2 separate regions of the Rattus norvegicus genome follow, and region 1 is linked to region 2. Evidence: chromatin contacts called from public Hi-C data. All regions are on one chromosome and are shown on one strand. Each heading gives the region's core, a stretch centred on a gene start, on an enhancer-like site or on the middle of the called end of the contact. The rest is flanking DNA. Distances are from core to core; before and after follow the strand shown. Region 1 holds the start of Vps18 (VPS18 core subunit of CORVET and HOPS complexes). Region 2 holds the start of Rpusd2 (RNA pseudouridine synthase domain containing 2).

What was found. A called contact is a pair of places that touch in the nucleus more often than the background predicts.
Region 1: a Hi-C map of kidney shows a contact between it and region 2, with 3 times the contacts expected there. The contact joins the promoter of Vps18 here to the promoter of Rpusd2 in region 2. A contact is called at or near these places in 5 of 12 Hi-C or Micro-C datasets (Schwann cells, frontal cortex, kidney and 2 more).

Annotation. Positions count from the first base shown.
Region 1 is chr3:126,731,105-126,736,008 of GRCr8, reverse strand. It overlaps Vps18 (VPS18 core subunit of CORVET and HOPS complexes), which reads right to left and starts at 2,733. Exons shown (of 5, transcript NM_001106499.2): 1 at 2,387-2,733; 2 at 1,188-1,329. The coding sequence starts at 2,477.
Region 2 is chr3:126,469,143-126,473,851 of GRCr8, reverse strand. It overlaps Rpusd2 (RNA pseudouridine synthase domain containing 2), which reads right to left and starts at 2,232. Exons shown (of 3, transcript NM_001135845.1): 1 at 1,552-2,232; 2 at 36-332. The coding sequence starts at 2,196.

The DNA.
Region 1 (4,904 bases), core at 1,484-3,983, 260 kb before region 2:
GTGCGGTTTTTTACATTAAGGGCTCTGGGGATCTGAAGTTGGGTTCTCATGCTTACAAAGCAGGCACTTTACTGGCTGAACCCATCCCTGAAGTTCTTGCTGGGGGCACTGCCTGTGAGATTTACGCTCCCTTTTCTTGTAAATTCTCATCTTACCAGTTTCTAAGAGGTTTGTTTCTTTGTTTTGTTTCTCTGAGACAGGGTCTCACTATGCAGCACAGTGCTAGCTCCCAATCTTCCTGTGTTAGCCTCCTGAGTCCTAACACAGTGCATGTGCCACACACTTAAATCTGATTATTTAAAATGGGGCTCCCTGGCCCAGGCTGGCCTCAAACTTACTGTGAAGCCAACGATGATCTTGAATTTCAGATCCTCCTGCCTCTACCTCCCAAGCCTTGTGATAACAGGTGTGCACCACCATACCCGGTTTCTGCTGTGCTGAGTATCTAATCAAGGACTAAGTGTGCTGTGCAAGCACTCTCCCAGATCCAGCCTCACTTATCTACAGCATCTTATTTTGCAGTGCTAAGAATCAAACTCAAGGGGGCTGGAGAGATGGCTCAGTGGTTAAGAGCACTGATTGCTCTTCCAGAGGTCCTGAGTTCAAATCCCAGCAACCACATGGTGGCTCACAACCATTTGTAATGAGGTCAGATGCCCTCTTCTGGTGTGTCTGAAGACAGTGAGAATGTACTTATATATAATAAATAAATCTTTAAAAAAAAAAAAAAAAGAATCAAACTCAAGGCCTCAGGAATGCAAGGTACTCTATTACTGGGCCACACCCCCAACACCAGTGGTTACAGCTAGTCATTCTGGGATTCATGGTTGTGAGACAGGCTAACCATTTTATTCCAGATAGCTTATCCCAAATGATAAACAATTTTGTCAACACTTTTTGCCAACTAGAGTATATACTCCAGGATTCCAGACTGTTCCAATGATTTGTGTGGCTAACTCTAGGGAGGCTGAGACCACCTTTCACTGCTGAAAGACTAGAATGATCAGCTGACTCACTCGAGACCGAGATCACGGGCATAGCTGGAATCTGAACATAGGTCCTCCTGATCTTCAACCACTACATTGGTTCTCTTTGGGAAGGAATAGCATATCTCCTGAAAAACTACTGTTTCACTTGCTAAGTATGGGAAAAGACCCTGATCAGTTAAAAGTCTCCAAATCCATTACCGGAGCAGCGTATCCTTGCCCAGGCTCATACAGAGCTGACTGCAGGAAACAACAAGGCTGGTGATTCGCTCGGAGGGGGTGAAGTCAATCCGCTGCTTTGTGAAGATAGGCACCTCCTTCTCCAGATGGGCATTTACATACCCTATAGGTTTGGAAAGAAGAAAACAATTGGCATCCAGAGAAGGGGGCGGGGCAGCGCGGAAAGCCCAGAGAAACCACAGTGTTAGCTGAAACTTCTACTTCCCAAGTATACTCCTACCAACCCACAGGATCTTGGTTTATGAGGAATTCAACATGAAAGAGTTTTCTGGTTGTCTTTATAGGAAGCGTCCTGGGCTCTTCTCACACTTGTGGCAGTAGAGAGGAATTGGTTCTCTGGGCCTGAGACCAGGTAGTATCATGATATGATATGCATGTTCCCAGTGGTAATGGGGGAGAGAGGGAGACGGTACAGGGAAAATGGTTTCAGCATTCTCCCTTATTACCCTTACTCTTGCGCCCACCAATCACAAGAGAACTAAAGCTGTCCCGTGCTCCCTGTCCACACAGTATGGCTCAGTGAGTCTCCATCGCATGTAGGGAGTTCCATCACTACTGTTCATAGGCTGCAGCTGCTTTTTCTCTAATCCGCTGCAATAAAATACTATCATAGTACGGGTAACCCTACGCTATTCTCTTACACTCTAAACTACAGCCAGCTTTACCCCAGGCCAATCATCTCCATCTTTCCTATTCAGTGACAAAATTCCCTTCACCCATAACGTTCACGTTCCACCAAGTTCTGTGCTCATTCCGCCTTCTCTGCTAGACGAAGTCTGGTGGGGAAACACACACACACACACACACACGCACACACACACAAAACAAAAACTAAAAAAACCCCATAGAAGCAGACACGAAAAGAAGCATGGCACCTGTTTTCAGTTCTCCCAAGAGTCAAACTGCAGCCCGGTAGGCAAGTACTGTAACAAGTACTTCCTTATCTGAGCCCAAGTTCCCTCTTTTGAAGGACCTTAGTCTTAGGCCTAGATCACGCGGCTGCTACTGTGGCTCTTTCAAACTTCGACCACTGCAAGCTGGACAAGACAAGAGAGGCCTGGGCCTTGGATCGTAAACACACGCCGCAAGTTCTTGAGCGTCCCTCTCCCGTAAATGCTACAATAACAGAATGGGGGCAGAGGCAGCCTCTTCTAACTTACCAGAATGGGGGATGCCCACGCTGGGGCAACCAGTCTGCAAGACGGCCGAGCGGGACAATGAGTCCTCATACTCATCCAGTATGGACGCCATGGTTATCAAACTCTGGACCTTTGGTCTGGGACCTGGGGGTCACAACTGGGACCCCGGTCGTCCTGGATTTGCAAGTTGTGCTTCCCCCAGCGTCTGACAGATCCTGAGAACCTTTTAAAAACTCTGAGGCCTTTTTCGCTTTCTCTGCATAGGAAGAGACGATCGAGGAGCCCCCACTAGAATATGGCGCAGTTTGGCACCCCAGCTCCAGTCCCAAGAGATTACAGGCTCCCCTTAGCAGATCCCAGGTGATCGTAACCTCACCCAGGCAGCTCAGCTGACTCCGCCCCCGTGACGCGTGCTTATGACGCGCTTCCGGGTTTCAGAAGCGAGTATTAACTGGAGCCCTGGGCATTGGAGCCTCCACAAGGAGGCGTTGTCGGAGACTCGGAGCGGCGTGGGTGGAGCCAGCGCTGGGCCTGGAGCAGCTGGAGTACTTGCGGGCGACCCTGCTGCAGTTCCTCATATTGGCGCTAGGGGACAGCCCAGGACTTCCCTGCGGCGTCCTGTAGCAGGCTTGCGTGGATCCTAGGTTTCCGAAGCCCAGGCTTCACTCCCTCAGATTGTCACTTAAAGGCCGGCTGTGCTCCATCTGCTGCACTATCTCCTGTTTCTCAATCGAATTGCTGCCTCTGTTCATCTTCATAAACACAGGTGGAACAGTTTTAGCGTCCCTTCTTCCACTCCAGGGACCCACTAACTTCCAGAGAAAGTAGCTGAATGTGTCAGAAGTGTGGCTCAGGTGTGCATAAGCACTTTGCCCAGCGGGTATAAGACTTGGATTTTTTTCCCTACACTACAAAAAGAAAACCATACAAAATTTAATCTCCAGCAGCGGGAAGGCTGAGGCAGGAGGATTACTAAGGATTGGGCTACAGGTGAGACCCCCAGAAAACAACAGGAAGAAAGACATTGACAATACAGCATAGCTAACAACACTAAACCGTGTGCCAGGATATGCAAGCTGCCTCATAGTGGCTCCTTCGTGTAGGAGGAGAGACAGGGTGACCAGGGAAACCGAAGCACGGGCTGCTTCCAGGCACTTGATCAGTTGAATGATGCTGACTCTCCTTGTCTACCATGTGGGAAGCCTTAGGATCAAGCCCTAGTATCAGAAAAAGAAAAGAAAAGGACATTATATATGACCATCAGGAAAATTATGGACAAAAACCAATAAACCGTATGATGCTTGGGAGTGAAGAGAAGGGTGGTAGAGAAAGTGGGGCTGGCCTTGGGCAGACTGTGGAAGCTGTTGTATGGTTCACTGGGAGACATAACTGAGAATAAGATCCAATGCTAGAAAGATAGCAGGTATTTGAAAGGGACATGAGACCTGAGGCAGAGGACAGACTTTAAGTATCCAACCGTAAGATAGAGAGAGGGCTGGGGGACAAGAGAACATCTCAGACGAAGGCATCATAGACTTAGTGACAGGTGAGATGTGGCAGATGAAGGAGGAGTGGGGACAGCTGAGACCTGGCAGGTAAAGTCACTGAAACTTATGCAAGGGACAAAGGAGGAGCTGAGTGAGAGGGGGTGGAGGTTACATGACTGAGTTCAGGGCACTTGTAGGGAACTTACAGGGGAAGTCCCGACAATACCAGTAACCTGTTCAAGGGCAGTCACTAATAACACTAGTAAACATTTATTAGACATTTGCATAAATGAACTCTTTGATGACTCAGTTTCTACATTTTTAAAAAAACATCTTTTAGAATTATTTGATGTATATGAATATACTATACCTGTCCTCAGACACACCAGAAGAGGGCATCAGATCCCATTACAGATGGCTGTGAGGCACCATGTGGTTGCTGGGAACTGAACTCAGGACCTCTGGAAGAGCAGTCAGTGCTCTTAACCACTGAGCCATCTCTCCAGCCCAGTTTCTACATTTTTTTTTTGGTTCTTTTTTTCAGAGCTGGGGACCGAACCCAGGGCCTTGTGCTTCCTAGGTAAGCACTCTACCACTGAGCTAAATCCCCAGCCCCCAGTTTCTACATTTTTATAAAATGAGAAAATTCTCTTTTTTAAAATTTTTAAAAAATTTTTTCTTCGGAGCTGGGGACCGAATCCAGGGCCTTGCACTTGCTAGGCAAGAGCTCTACCACTGAGCTAAATCCCCAACCCCTGAGAAAAATCTCTTAATAGTGTGCGGCGTACAGTTTTGGATGTTTACAAGTCACTGGATGTTAAGTTTGTGTTTAGACATTACTAGTATCTAATAGTGGATTGTTAACTAAATCCAAATCCAGACCAGAGAATCAGACCCAACGCTTCATAAATACTGTGTGAGTGCTACATTACGGCCTACACCCTCAGTCTTGGACTCTCCGTTGAACTGAAAAGGTTTAGAGTTTAATGGCATGGGGGACTGTGGATCTAGCTTACTTGGCAGACAAGAGGGCTTGTCTAGCTTCATAGGAT
Region 2 (4,709 bases), core at 983-3,482:
GGAAGCAGTCTACAGCAGGCAAAAGCCTGGCTCACCTGCCGATCCCGAACTTGTTCATGGATCTTCTCAGACACCGCAGCTGTCTTGGCAAACATGAGCACTCCTGAGGTGAGGCGATCGAGCCGATGCAACGGGTGTAGTTCCTTTAGTTGGTGCTCCTTGCCTAGGATGAAGATGACCGTGTTGTGTCGGAAGCGGCCACAGGGGTGGACAGGAATGGAGGACGGCTTGTCTATAACAACCACATCATCGTTCTCAGCTAGCAGGCGAATAGGCTCTGCTGTGACTGGTGGCTCATGTCTGTGCACTGTGTTCCGCAAGAAATCATTGTCCTGTCAAAAACATACGTAACATTCAGCCCAGGACCAGCAACCTACAGATAGTCAATTAGACACCCGAGTTCTCAGCTCCTTATTGACATGGAGGAATGGTCACAGTAAAGCCTTTGATAGAAAAAGAAGTGAGTGTGGTAAGACAACAAGAGGTTGTGAGTTTTACTGGCAAGGACCTTTACCTACTGAACCATCTCACCATCCTGATACAAATATATTTGAAAGTAAATGCCCTAGAAAGGAAACTTCTATTAGTTATCAACTAGAACTTTCAACAAATGACACTAACTTGTATGTCCAGAGCTCTAAGCTCTACACACAGATTTGACACAAGCTCACTACATACTTTTGGATAAGTCATTTTAACCTCTCTAGGACTCAGTTTAAAAACATATGGTTTTCAAAATCTGTAGGGGAGAGGTTATTCCCAAATCCTGAAATTCTTCTTTTCTCTTTTCTTTTCTTTTTTTTTTTCGGAGCTGGGGACTGAACCCAGGGCCTTGAGCTTGCTAGGCAAGCGCTCTACCACTGTACTAAATCCCCAACCCCTCCTCTTTTCTCCTTAAAATCTCTGTGAGCCAATGTTAATGACACGGGTTTCATGGGGGGGGGGGGGGGGAGCACATGCTTAGTATCTATCCCTGACTTGACTTCTAATTCTATACACATCAGGACTTATGACAAATACTTTCAGTGTTAATATGAGCACACACTTTGAAAATCGGACTATTGCTTTACTTTGAGGTTCAGTTTGGTCACAAAAGGGAGAAGCAATGCATGCTCCCCAACGTAGCCACTTGTGTTTAATGTTAGAGCGCACAAAATGCTTGACTTTGTTCCTGATGCAGTTAAGAACACATGAATGAGGTATCTGCTGTTATTATTTGTACAGAGATTTATCATGAAGGGTAGAGAGCAGGCAGTGCCCTTGCCACAAGGCAGATATAAAAGGAACAAGAAAATTTCCAGTTTTGATTCTTTGAAACAAACAGCCTTGCTGGGGAGGATGAAAAAGTTGAGTTCTAGAGCATGGAAAGGCTATCTACCTATTTGGGGACGTGGGAAGCGGGGACTAAAAGAGTCCCGAGGGATAATGAGATTGTTTCTGAGTTACCATCACTTTATTCCCTTATTTATAAGGTGTGTCTGAGAAAACAAACAAAAATCCCATAACCTTCCCTCCTTTTCTCTGATTCTGGCTAGTCCCATCGAATACCACCTTGAGGACGATGTTGAGGTCCTGGACTGGTTCCTCGTTGAGATGCAGGCGTCCTGCCCGGACAGCGGCCTCGTAGTAAGCCAGTGGCTGGGATCGGAACTCGGTGCTGAAGACGTGCAACAAGCTGCGACCCACCCAGCGACCTTTACAGTAGGTCTGGAAGTCAAAGTAATAGGGCCGCACCTTGCGCAAGCCGCCCTCGAAGTAGTAGGTGGTCTCTGCAAAGTGCTCGTCGCTAAAGCTCACCCCAGTCCGCCGTTTCTTCGGGGGCGGCACGACCCGTTCCCCAGTGGCGCCCCGCCGCTTTTTCCTCTTGCCTGAGTCGGCGACTGGAGTTGGGGCCTGCTCTCCGTTCCCCGGGAGCTGCTCTTCGCCTCCCTGGGCCTGCTCCCCGCTCTCCGGGACCTGCTTCCCTACCGTCGCTGGCTCTAGGAGCTCTAGGTGCGGCTCTCCCCTGGTGTCGCTACCAGTATCTCCATTTTGCTCAATCAAAGCCTTCAGTCCGTCCGCTGCCTCGGCTTGCGCAGAGAGTGCCTCAGTCATCGCCTTCCCACAGCTACCCCAAGTCCGGACAAAGCTGTGGGACCAGAGCGCCACCTGCCACTGCACAATATACCGTAGGCAGCCCGGGACACTTCGCCACATAACAGCATGGCAAGCCGCTTCGGGGTCGCGATATGATGGCGTCATAAGGCAGCAACCAATCAGGAAGGCCCAGTGCAGAGGCGGGGTTTGCAAGAAGGGAATTAGTGAGTTGTTTCGAGTTAGGTGTCTGGGGAACTTCTTCCCCAGAGTGCCCTTCTACCCGAGGTCACAGATAGACTCCCCTTATCCACGAGTTCAGACGGTATTTCTAAAGGAAATCTTCGGAAGTGCTCCACGTAAAAGACTTGAATGGAGATAATGGTGCACATTTCATATAGATATGGTATTTCCTGGGTCTGTAAAAGTGTACTTAAGGAAGCTAGAAAGATGACTCAGTGGTTAAGAGCACTTGCTCTTGCAGAGGACCTGGGTTCAATTTCCAAAACCCACAAAATGGCTTAGATTCTTCTGCAACCCAGTTACAGAGGATCAGAAAGGCATACATGTGTTGCACATACATGCATACAAGTAATGTATTCACACACACACAAAGTAAATAAATAAATCTTTAAAAAGAAAAAAAGGTGTACTTACAACAGGCAGCGCCAGCAAGGCAGCTCACCTGTAGTCTGGCGCTCAGAAGGCAGAGGCAGGAACATCAGGAGTTTCAGTTCTATGGTTATTCAAGTGCCTGTCTCAAAATAAAAGCGGGCAAGCAAAATAATAGTAATTATTATTGTTGTTATTATTTTAAATAGAAGGTAAACAAGCAGAAAAAACAGTATCAATCAGAATGAAAGTTGTGGGTTGGAGAGATGGCTCAGTGGTTAAGAGCACTGACTGCTTTTCCAGAGGTCCTGAGTTCAAATTTCAAGAACCACATGGTGGCTCACAGTCATTTGTAATGAGATCTGATGCCCTCTTCTGATGTGTCAGACAGCTACACTGTACTTATATATAATAAATAAATCTCCTTAAAAAGGAATGAAAGTTGCTACAACTATGACTGTACTAGCAACAGTCTTGTCTACTTTGCTTTTACTTTTGAGGGGAAGTGTAGGGAAATCCTAGATCTCAAGCACTCATTCATTTAGTTATACCCACTACTACTGTTGTATAATTTAAAAGTCTGCATATTATAGTATGTTACATACCTCGATAAAGCTATTATTATACATATATATACACACACTCCAAAGAAGCAATATTTTTCATACCTGCCCTTCCTACTAACAGCATGAAAAGAATTAGAGATTTCCTACTTGACTTCCATGAACTCTTACCCAGAACTGAGTGCACATTAGAACTGCAAATGGGTCAAAAAAAATTTTTTTGCCAAAGTCTTCTGTGTATGTGTGCCAGTTGCATGCAGGTGTATGTGTGAGTGTGCATAAAGGTCAGAAGTCAACCACAGAGGACCTTTCTCTGGTGCCAACCATTTTGTTTATTGAGACAGGGTCTCTCACAAACATGTACTACAATGCCCACCTTTTAAATGTCAGTTCTGGGGATCAAACTGAGGTCTGTGTTGCATGACAAGCACTTTAACAACTGAGCTATCTCCCCTGCTTGCTAGGGTTCTTACATGCAAAATGCCGAGACCTGAATTTGCTAACTTCATCAGAGAGGGGATTACTAGAAGGGCATTAGTGCTTCATAGGAGTCATAAAAGAGCTGAAGTATAGACTCAGCAAAGAGACCAAAGTGAGGCAAGCAAAGCATCTGAAAACCAGCGGTTGCCTGAGAAGAAACCCGCTTGGATGCTGCCACTGTGAGATGCACAGTTGTGCCAAATTACTCTGCCCCCACAACCCTTTTCCCCTTGAAAATCACCAAATATCACAGCTTCTTTGTGATCCTATCTCAAGATCCAGAATCCTACAAGGGAGCCTTCCTTCTGCCAAGAGGGTTTAAGTCTGTCTTATTTTACAGAGTGCCTGAAAATAGTCAATAAGCCCCTTATCCTTCACAGTGGGATGCCTCCAAAAAGGTAGATATTCGGATATCTAAAAACAAGTCAAGTGTCTAGCCCAGTTCAAGAATGTGAACATGAACTTTCTCATGGGTATTTATTATACAAAATGTTAATTTTGGCTTAGACTATTCTTTTTTTTTAAAAAAAAAAAGATTTATTTACCTTATGTATGTGAGTATACTGTCGCTGTCTTCAGACACACCAGAAGAGTGCATCAGATCCCATTACAGACGGTTGTGAGCCACCATGTGGTTGCTGAGACCTCTGGTAGAGCAGTCAGTGCTCTTAATGGCTGAGCCATCTCTCCAGCCCAGCTTAGACTAGTCTTATCTTATATATTAGCCTTCTGGAGAAGATCAAGAGAAGATTTTTAGATAAATTATTCTGTGTATCAAAAGTCCCACAAAGGAGGTAGACATAGCAGGATCAGAATTTTTAGGTCATCTTTGACCTAGTGAGTTCAAAGTCATAAACAAAAGTCTCACCAAATGAAGTGAAGGACAGAAGATGTCCTTGTGGTTTTACTTCAGAGCAGACTGAGATATCCGAAGCTGTCAAAATCCTTATGCTGAATGTCGGATTCCTAATTACATAATTT